Regions from separate parts of the Columba livia genome. Here region 2 is linked to region 1. Evidence: chromatin contacts called from public Hi-C data. All regions are on one chromosome and are shown on one strand. The core of a region is the stretch at or near the end of the contact, and the rest is flanking DNA. Distances in the headings are between cores, read along the strand shown.

Region 1 (5,378 bases), core at 1,830-4,329:
CTCTCTGGGTGTCACCAGCAGTAACAAACGAGCTCATATTTCCATTTATACAGATTTTAATTATGCCGCATCTGTGAAGAAGGCAAGATACCCTGGGATTCTATATAAATGAACTGCACATTTCCTCTGCCACACTATTGGCAATCCGGTGCAAAGAAAAGCAAAACACACTTTCTTCTTTCTTCCATACACGCAGTCCAAGGCTGATTGTTTTCTACCTCAAAAGATCATCAGCAGGATGACACCGAGGGGATACCAGGTCTCAAATCTAGAAGTCCCCTTTTTTTCAGCACTATAGAGAGATCCCTAATAAATCTGTACACTAATTTCAGCAAAGTCGATCTCACAAATATCATACTTCAAAATGGCACTCTCATTCAACTTCTTTTGCTTTCATTAAGGCATTTTTTCTCCCACACATTAAATAGGAAACTGAACTTAAGGAAAGCAAAGGTATCATGTGAATATACCCATCATTACTTACTTCTCCTGTGATGGGATTGGTTCCATATTTCTTTATCCAAGGAACAATGCTCCTAAAAGAGAAAGGATAAGCAATGAGACAAGTCCCATCAAAAACCTCTATTATTTTTTGATGGGCAGGAGTATTTTTGTCAACTTGCTAAGGCCAAATGATGATTACACAGCTGTAATCAAGCTGTTTGGCAAGACAAAAGTAAAGCTAAGTAAAGAGAGTAACTTACAGTATGTCAAAGACTGTCCCATCTGGTGTGCAAACTGGGTATTCAAATGGCTGCAGAGACAAACTAGAAGGAAAAGTACACATTCTGTTTAGCAAAATCAGTTGGAATTTGCGATGACAGAAGCAAATAACGTTTTGCTGATTCATTTACAAATTAAAGCCAATGAAAATACTGAGTGGCTGCCAAAACCCACTACCTGATTCCACAGAAATTAGGTTAACACAAAATTCATGAAAGAAACTGGTGCAGTTCAGTAACTCGTAGCTGTCGGCACTCACAGCCAGAGAGGCAGATGCTCTAGTGCTCTCCAGCCAGCTCCCATTGCCATATCGGGCCCCAACAGCACAAAAGACGGTTCAAGTAGAAACGGTCACTTCTTTGTGCTGAAACATTCAGCATCCCCTGCAGAGGTTCTGCCATAACCCACCCAGCTCTCACCCGAGTAGCAGTAGTTTGTAGATATGGATGGTAACTTCTTGAACTATTTGATTTACAGGATTTCTAACCCACCTCTACTAAATTCCCTCTTTCACTCTAGAACTTCAAGCAGGAAACACTAAACCCCCAAAATGAGCATAAATATTGCTTCGATCTATCTGATCACTGCCTCAGAGAGCAAATGATTGATGAAGCATGTTCTGGCTACAGAAATGGGGCAGTAGATTTGATGGGAAAGTAGATTCGAGTCCCAATTACACAGATTTGAAAGACCAGAATGTACCCGATAATTGTTCTGAATTATTTTTTCACTTGTGTGTTCTTTTAGCCATCAGATTCAACCTCTGCAGACACCAATAACAGAAGGTCCATATATTGTTTTGCTTCTTGTATTTTTTTCTTGCTGCATTACTATCACAGCAGGCACAGGTCAATGAAAGTAACAACCTCGGAAGAACACGGCTTCAGTAACAGTTCAATGTCAACCACCTGATGGATGGATGTGTCGTTTAATAATGATAATGTAAATTTCCTGTCTTACCTGCAGTGATCAAATGATAAACGCCTGAAATTAGTTCGTGGAAGGTCTGTTTATGGGAAAAACACAAAGCAAACCTTGATTTTAATAAATATATCGTATTTTAGGTAACAAAGAAACACTTGAAAGTTACATTTTGCTACATACATGGTGGCAACTTACTGATGACAAAGTGAAATGCACTAAAACTTGCAAAACTGTAACTAAAATCAGACTTGTCCTGCAGAGCACAAGTAACTCCTCAAGTGAAATTATACAGTCAGAAAAAAAAAACAACACACAAAATGAAACAATGAAAAAAAACAACAATAATAACAGCCACAAAATCCAACAACAACAACAACAACAAACCAGAGTTCTGGCAGGCCTACAGCACCAAGTTTAAACTTGATGATGAACAGTTTAACTGCCTCCAAGCACACAGTGAATGAGGGGACAGCTCCTCTGGGAGTTAAACCCCAATTTCTGCCGGTCTCAGGAGGATCCGCAGGGCTGGTTTTAGGACTTTCAGTTCCAGCAGGACAGGGAACTGCTGGAGAGGGTTCAGCGCAGGGCAACAAAGATGCTGAAGGGAGTGGAGCATCTCCCGTGTGAGGAAAGGCTGAGGGAGCTGGGGCTCTGGAGCTGGACAAGAGGAGACTGAGGGGTGACCTCATTAATGTTTACAGATATATAAAGGATGAGTGTCAGAAGGATGGAGCCAGGCTCTTCTCGGTGACAACCAATGATAGGACAAGGGGTAATGGGTTCAAACTGGAACACAAAAGGTTCCACTTAAATTTGATAAGAAACTTCTCAGTGAGGGTGGCAGAGCCTGGCCCAGGCTGCCCAGGGGGGTTGTGGAGTCTCCTTCTCTGCAGACATTCCAACCCGCCTGGACACCTTCCTGTGTAACCTCATCTGGGTGTTCCTGCTCCATGGGGGGATTGCACTGGATGAGCTTTCCAGGTCCCTTCCAACCCCTGACATTCTGGGATTCTGTGACCCGCAGCTGCAGAGCCCAGGGGGTCAGAGGCCAGTTCGGGGGGAGCCCAGACCCCCCCGCACCCCAGTGTGGTCACCCCACTGGACTCGGGGTTCACCCCTCACCCCCGCCCCTTACCTGCTTTCTTGCCCCCGTAGAACTGCGTGTACTCCGCGCACGTGATGTACCTGCCGAGACACGGGGGTGAGACACGGGGTCACTCACGGGGGTCACTCACCAGGGCCGCAGCCCCCCCGCCCCGCCCTCCCCCGCTCACATCTTGTCCTTCTGGTGCTGCCTCTTCCCCATGGCGGCGGCTCGGCCCGGGGACCCCCGGGAACGCGGCTCCTCCGGCTCCGCCGAGCCGCCCGCACCCGGACTCCTGCGGCCGCGGCTCCTTCCGGTGCGAGTGCGGCGGCGAAAGGCCCCGGCGCGGAAACACGGGCGGCGAGCGGCGTTCCGGGGCCAGACGCCTGCGAGCTGCGCGCCCGCTAAACCCGGGTTTAGTTCAGTTTTTGCTGGAGCTCTTACTGGATCCTCCCTCACCGGCGCCAGGGCAGGGACGCCCTGAGGGAGTTTTGACGGGTGTTTTGAGCCACGATGTAGAGAGAACGTCTAATCCTCCCTGGGACCTGCCTCACTTTTCCATCCAAACCATTAATTAATAAAAGCTCGGTTGTTCAAAAGAGCCCAAAAGAGCCTGCTTCCACTTTCACGCTGAAAGTGTTCCTCTTTGGGTTTGCTGCAGGCTTCCTTTGATAATGTAACACAGCCTTAAACAGTTTTCAGAGCCTGCATCTGAAAAAAAAAAGATACTAAATATAAGCAGAAAATGCTAAAATATCCAATTTAAGAAAAACATCCATCTTCATTTAAATAAACTTTGTTGCGTGGAATTTACATGTGAGATTGCCATAGGAAAAAAAACAAACAATCCTGTGTGCGTTGGGTGAATGGCAGTGACAGAACTTTCCAAGAAAAAATGAGTACAAAAACCTATATAGTGTCTAATGTGGAGACAGGTCTTCATAAAAAGTATTTCAGCATTTAAATCCTATTAAGCAGCATTCATTACAGACTGGTACAAACAGCACAAGGCTGAACAGAGGATGGCCAGAATCCAAACATCTTGCCTTCTGCAGGAGGAAAGAGCCACCTGCCTCACAGCTTTCACTTATCAAATGTCTCCAAAACTACACATGCTCGTTTGTTCTTTCCTCGTTAAACCACCATCCTGGCAGCTGCCTACACAGAACCGTCGAGAGTCAAAATCCACGGGAGCTGATAGCCAGACTGCCACAGACTGCACCAGGCTCTGGACCAGACCCACCTTTTCCCCAGAACACGGTGTCTATCTCCCATTTTAATCATTTCAGCGGGTTGTTTACCTGCATACACGTGTGCAAGATGAGCACAATCTGCTCTGATCACAGATGTCCCTGCTCGCTGCAGGAGGTTAGTCCCTCCCAAGCCAAACATTCTATGGTTCTATGATTCTGCTTTATGAAGAAGATGATGCCAGTTCCCATGAGCGTAGACTAACTGGCAACAGCACGTGAATCTTCGTCATAGTACAATTTACCTTTTTGGACTATGGGTCAGGGGAGCTTGTGTAGCTCTTCTTACCACCTTCACTTTCCCCATCTGGTACACATGAGATTGCCATAGAAAAACGAAAGTAATCCTGTGTCTGTTGGGTGAATGCAGGAGGCAACAAAACCCTCCAAATGAGGGGGTTTATTGCCTTAAAGATCCTTCCCTCTAGGATCCAGACAACCATGTAACTTTCAGAGGAAAGATCACCCAGTTGGTATTATTTATTTCTAGACATTTTAACATGATTCAGTCTGCGTTGACATTTCCGGAGGTGCCTGTGCCCTCTGTAATAATTCAAGACCATGTTTTTGCTTTTTGTTTTTTTAAACCAATGCAATGTTCATTTATTTTTGTACTTACAAAAAGAGTCACCCCATTGTATCCCACCCCCTCCCCCCAAAATGCCTTTTACAAACATTTAAAAATTAAAAACCAGAAGATGACATGTTAATTTGGTAGAATTATTTTGAAACATAGCTTTTGTAATTAGAGTTAAATTTCCTACAAGATGACTTTGTAGAGATAGCCTGATTATTGGCCAAATAAAATTCCATATTACAAGTTAGCAAATTCTAGTACAAAAATAGTCCATGTGTTAGAACAGCCTCTTATTATTATTATTATATTCACAGGAAAGAGTCTATTGGCTGCATAATACCTTAATATTTATGAAATTTCTTTTTACGTGGCTCATTCATCTAATTTAGTGTTGAGCCTCAATAAATCCTCAGGCAAAAAACCCTAAACAGGGTTAAATATGCTGTTCAGTGTACTCTGAAGTACTGTGCTTTTCACAGGACATCCAAGAAACCCCACAAACAGTTCTCAGCTAGTTTTGATATTAAAATGAGATCCAGATCCAAAAGGACCCCCCCTGAAGTACAGATCCACGACTTTCCACAGAAACAGAGGCCACAGCTTCGATGGGGAAGTTTCACTTGGGAAACGGTCGAGCTCATCCACTCATTTTCACGAATCCACTTGCGAGCTTCTTTAAAAACTAAAGCAGGTCACTCCTGAAGCTCTGGGACCCTCCTGACTCTGCTCTCTTCAGGAATGTCCCCACTGACCGGGTTCTCGCTCCTCTTCTGTCTCTGGTTAATGCTGTTCAGCAGTTTCTCTCGGACCAGGCCCCGCA
Region 2 (5,378 bases), core at 1,781-4,280, 180 kb before region 1:
TTCAAATAGAAGTAGCTCTTGGAAAGAAATATTTTGAACATGCCTTGACAAACATAAGCCTGCTCATTTTATACAAGAGTTCATTGTATGCTCGAGGCATACAGTAAGGCAAAAACAACTCTATTGCATAGCCTGAAAGAAAAAATTCTAGCTATGTTGTGGTGGGCCAGACTAGCTACACTATTTCAGCCTGTAGTTTGGTGGTGTTCTATTTGCCCAGAGAAAGGTGACACAAAAGGTAGGAAAGAGACTTATTCCCCATATCGTATTCTAGGCTGTAGAGTAAGCACTTCCAGCAAGGAGCCTGTGACTTCTTGTACCCAGCCTGGTTTTTCTGCATAGACCTCCAGCTTCCGAGCCCTTGACACTGGTCCTGGCTCAGGGCGAGGCAGGAGGGGCTGGGTACAGGGCTTTGTGTTTCTGCCCCTAGAGGGCTCCCTCTTGCCTCTGGCCAAAGCGAAACAAAAAGCAGTGGGAAAAGTGATGTTGCCTGTTGCCACAAATTGTTCAAAAGAGCCCCTTGCATATTGTGTCATTCCCGTAATATTTTCATCTTGCTGGTAGGAACTGGAAAGCTGAGTGGGGAAAATTTCTGTCTCTTCCAACTAAAATTATTCCACGATTCTATCATAATACCTTCCTTCCTTTGCCTTATCTTTTAAGAAGTTGCTGTGTCTCTGGCACTAATGCTGTTTTGATTTTTACTGGTTAAAATGCAGGCGGGTGGTTCAGGCTGAGGTGCCGCTGTCCGATACCAGATCTCTGGTAATCCCAACAGCAGTAATTTGGGGAGAGTGCAAAAAACCTTTTATATGGGAGGCGGGGAAGAAGTCGTTCATGTAAAGAGGGGGACATAACCAGTATAGCTTAGAAGAATGTTCCGTTTTGCACCTCGTAGACAAGATTTAAAAAATTCCAAAGCCTTGTTTCTCTTTATATAAGATGTAAAAGGTAATGGTGTGTTTATCAGGCTATAAGAGATACCTTAGTCTAGAGCCCAGTTCCTTTACGAAACCAAGTTCAGGTGTCAGTGTGTGGAAAGAAAGAAGAAAAAAAAAGAACAATGGAACTGAAGACACTTCAGGCTTTCCATATAACTAATTATAGTTATTTAAAATCTTGTGCAAAGTCTGTGCTTGAAAAAGTTCTAAGTTATAATTAAGTTAAACTGCTAACGATGGATCTAATTGTTGGGTTACAGACGGGCGCAGGTAATGCAAGTTGGGCCACTGACATCAGATATTTCACCCAATTGCTTTCTGTTGATGCAGCTAATTCCACACAACTGTTCCAGCAGCTGGAATGACCGGCATGGGATGAAGCGTGGATGTATGTCAAGAGTTTTCCCTGACAGAATTAACTGGCCAAATGTCTGTGGTCTTTAAAGGTACCGTGTCCTTAGTGTTGGCTCTCAACAGGCTCCCTGGAGCACAGCTGCTTTAGCACTGCTGCTGTTGAAACCCCTGCTGGCGAGGGACTCGAGGTGGGAGAATGAATTAGATGCCGAAATGGCTTTGCCAATTCCCCCTTTCTATCGTATCAGTCACCTGAAGTCTCATATTTTTCTGAAAAGAATCATTGAAGAAAATGTCAAGTTCAACGGTGTAGGCAGGTTTTGTTGTTGCACTGGTGAGTCTGCTTTTGAAAACAAAAAGTAATCCCCTCCCACTCTTCCATGGATTTTCATCTCTTAAAAATGTTAGAAATATCAAATCGTACAGGGACAGACCTTCCCCTTTACTGCAGATCAGAAGCTGATTCGTTAGCTATATTGCTGATTGATGAGGACACTGAAGTAAACGTCAAACCCTAGACATGCAGTATTAAGGTTCCATTTAGAGTATTAAGGTTCCATTTAGAGTCTGAATACAGGGTGTTTGGAAGTGACTGCTTGAACCATTGAAACAACGTTCCTGCTCCACAGTGCACCATGCACTAACTGGAGGATTATGGAGCAAGTGTTTGGTTTTGGCCTGACATTAAAACCCTTGAAAAATAGTTCAAGTTTTCTTTCCCCATTATGTTCTTCCTCTTCAAAATGTCTGAGACTTTTTTTTTTTTTAATTGTAGCATTTTAATTGTTGTATCCCAATTAGTGTCTTGGTTTTGTCTGTTTTCTAAGTTAAATAAATTGTGGATCTGTATTCTCAGTCTTAAACCTTTTGGTAACTGGTGGCTGTCACTCTGTTACTGTTTATGTATTTATTTGGCAATGCTAGCAAGAGATTAGAAAGTGGTTGGTTTCTGCAGGGTAAAAGAGACAGGGCAACCAAGAAATTTAGTATTTTTTACTTTCAAGTAGTTTACTGAAAGGTTAATGAACAAAACCTTAATACAAATACTAACAAAAATTATTTGTTTCTCCCCCTGACTAATAACCACCTTTTGCAATGGGAAGAGATGCTGCAAAGGCCCGCCCCTTCCCTCAGAAAATTGCCTTCCAATATTTTCTTGTTAATGAAATTTTAAGTCAACAGGCTATTCCCAAGTAGCAATAGGCCAAGGCAGGATGTGCATTAGCGGGCTAATGGCAGGCGTCCCATGGCAATCCTTGAGCGCTGCCTGCATCACTGGGAGCACTTAAAGCCGGCTCTGCTAAAGCACTTCTTGTGCTCCCGCTGCCTCCTTTGGGAGACTGGTCCACTGACTAATAGATCTGAGTGTCAGGAAGTCTTTCCTGTTTGTCAGTCTTACTGATCTCAGTTCCAATATATATAAATGTAACTTCTTTGACTACTCTTTAATGAAAAATTTAAAAAGAAAGGCAAAAGGTTTTGCATAAAAAATTGAAACAAATCTTGTTTTTCAATCTTCACTGTAAAACTTGTAGAACGTGGGGTTTTAGTTAAATGCTGCCTGCATACGTTTTAGGCTGATGGCAGCAGGATCTGGAAGCTGGCTGGCATAAATCCGCTCATAAATAAAACTAGTGCATCTCGGAATCTGTCAGTGACCGATGTGTGTGTCTGTGACATGTACAGAAGCTGGCAGCTCGTGAAAGCCGAGCTGAGCTGCTCGGGGCTCAAGGGAAGTCGGTGAAGTTACACAATGCGCTAGTTGAGATGTCACGGGGAAGCCGAGGGCTGGGGTGTGGAGGGGAGACCACCGGGGCTGCGTTTTGCAAGGAAAGTGGTGTCAGCCCAACAGCCGCTGCAAAGCGCCCCGGCCGGGGCAGCGGGAGCTGCTCGCAGCCTTCGCCAGCGCAGAGAGCGGCCGCTGTGCAGGAAGCAGCCAGGGAGAGGTTTTCACAAGGACCTGTTGTTTGGTTGCTCAGATTATATCAGTGTTCTGGCTATTGAGAGGCATTTGGCCTTTGGGTTTTGCTTTCAGCTTTATTTATTTTTGCCTGTTCTCAATTCTCTTTGTGAATACCGATATTCTGAGTCACCCAGAATGATTTCTGCCTTCATTAAAGATTCCTTCCAGCTCCCCTTCAACTGCCTGTGGGCTGTAGCCTGCCCCTGCCTCCCCCTATGCACTTTGCTGCACATATTTAGCTCACAGTATTCCATCACTCATCAACTCCTGCAGCTCTGGCACTTGGATACCTTCAACCACATTAAACTGTATTGTACCTTTGGTTCTTTGCACAACTTGCATTCTTCACCTGACCTGTACTGTCCGTGCTACTTCTGAAACATGTTTGAGATACGGTGTGAGGCTGTAGTTTATCCTACCCCTGCAGCAGCCCTGCTTAGAGCTGATGGAGTAAAATGGTTAAACTGGGCATCCAAAACCTTTAGTCTCTTTCTGTCACACTGTGTCCTTCTTTGTCACCCTGGATAAATCCATTTACCTATTTGTGTCTTTGTTGCTTTGATATACATCGGGTTTTAAATTGTCTATGGTATCTACACCAAACACACAGGACGATGTTTCCATAAAACCAAAATTAAAAGATGCGATATAAAAAAAAAGTAATTGTATAGTTCTTTAATGGGTATTCCTACATGAATTGCTGAGCTCTGTGGCACTCCAAAGCTTGTGTATAAGAAATTCTACAAATCAATAAAGAAAATAACCTAGAAGGGAGGATGGGTCTCTTATTACAGCACTAAGCGTCGATACTGTAGATGTCTTAATGCTAGTTAATGGCTGTCCCTAATGGTATTCAAACAATATACATTTGCTTTAGCTTTTTTCAAAGTCCAGATGAGCTGCTCAGCGCTCTCTTAATGATGCGAATTATTTAATGCTCATTTGTATGCAGTATGCTCCTGCTCTGAAAGTACTTCACAGAATTCAAGCCAAATTCAGCCTTGCAGCTCCACTGAAGTCAGTGCTTGTCTGTGCATCTGTTGGTCGCTTTTCTTTTTGTTGGTTTGTTGTTTTTTTTTTCCTTGAAGAGTTAACTTCTTGTTATGTTCATTTTATTTTTAAAGGTAATATCAGCAAAGGGCTTTTAGTCCCCCTTCTTTCCTCCCAAAGAAGTAGCTGTAAGTATCAATGCAATTCTGTTGATTTTCGTATCTCTCTCTTAACCCCTGCAAAAGGAGGACAGGCTAAGCAGAATATAATTTTTTGTGTGTTATTTTCTTTCCTCTACTTTGCACCTCCTAAGCACAGTTTTGGTGATATCTGGCACTTCGCCCGAAAATCATCCTGCAAAGAATCTCTGCCATCTGATGTATGCAAGATATTGAGTTCCTCTCTGCGGCCCATTTCAGTTTAACACAACACAAACCGATGGAGGCCCAAGTCATGTACAATCCTGCAGGTTAGTTATGCCCAGTATAACAATGTCAGGATTCTCTTTTTTTATAGCTGGGAGCAATACGGCATGGGAGCCTGACCTGGTATTTTGAATTAAAGTAGCAGCTGAAAGGTGGAACAGGCATTGTTACTTCAGGTATATACTCATTTTTTTAGTGTTGGACTTCACAACTGCAATATTCTTATAATGTAATTTTTAACTCATCCCGTTTTTAACACACACACATTGAAAAAAAATAAAAAATAATCTGCAATCATATTATTCACTCCCCCTGGTACAGCACAGACCCACAAACATCTACTGCCTGCGTGGAACGGTGGAAAAGCATCCCTGCTAGATGTGCACGTCACTAGAACGGGCAGAGACATTTCTTGTCAGCTGTTAGATATTTGCTGGCAGCACAGGGATGAGTGTTGAAACGTGAGAATAATGGGTTCATTTCCAAGCTCCAGAGCAGATGAATCTAGATGCCCTGTTGCCCTGTTTTACATAATATTGCTACAGTAAATGGCTGCTTCCCCTCTCCCTTTGCTGCAGTACTGTCCTCCTGCTCCTGCCGATGTTCATCTTGAGGTTCTCTGCAGGCAGCTCCTTTCCTGCTCCTCCCTCCCCACGCTTGCCCATCCCTTTTGGCCTGCATCCCTCTTCCCTCTCTCCTGCTGGG

Evidence for each region. A called contact is a pair of places that touch in the nucleus more often than the background predicts.
Region 2: a Hi-C map of liver shows a contact between it and region 1, with 6 times the contacts expected there. The contact joins the enhancer-like site here to the promoter of PPIL2 in region 1. A contact is called at or near these places in 2 of 2 Hi-C or Micro-C datasets (crop and liver).

The regions. Positions count from the first base shown.
Region 1 is chr17:7,968,529-7,973,906 of bColLiv1.pat.W.v2, reverse strand. It overlaps PPIL2 (peptidylprolyl isomerase like 2), which reads right to left and starts at 3,079. Exons shown (of 20, transcript XM_065033074.1): 1 at 2,922-3,079; 2 at 2,783-2,832; 3 at 1,684-1,729; 4 at 705-767; 5 at 485-536. The coding sequence starts at 2,953. It overlaps LOC102087493 (protein HIRA), which reads right to left. Exons shown (of 25, transcript XM_065033072.1): 25 at 4,546-5,378.
Region 2 is chr17:8,152,648-8,158,025 of bColLiv1.pat.W.v2, reverse strand. No RefSeq gene overlaps it. Among named protein-coding and RNA genes, the nearest start is that of MAPK1, 14 kb to the right of the region's middle. Within about 2 kb of position 3,030, at least 1 of the 3 cell types and tissues checked has an H3K27ac peak away from gene starts, as active enhancers do.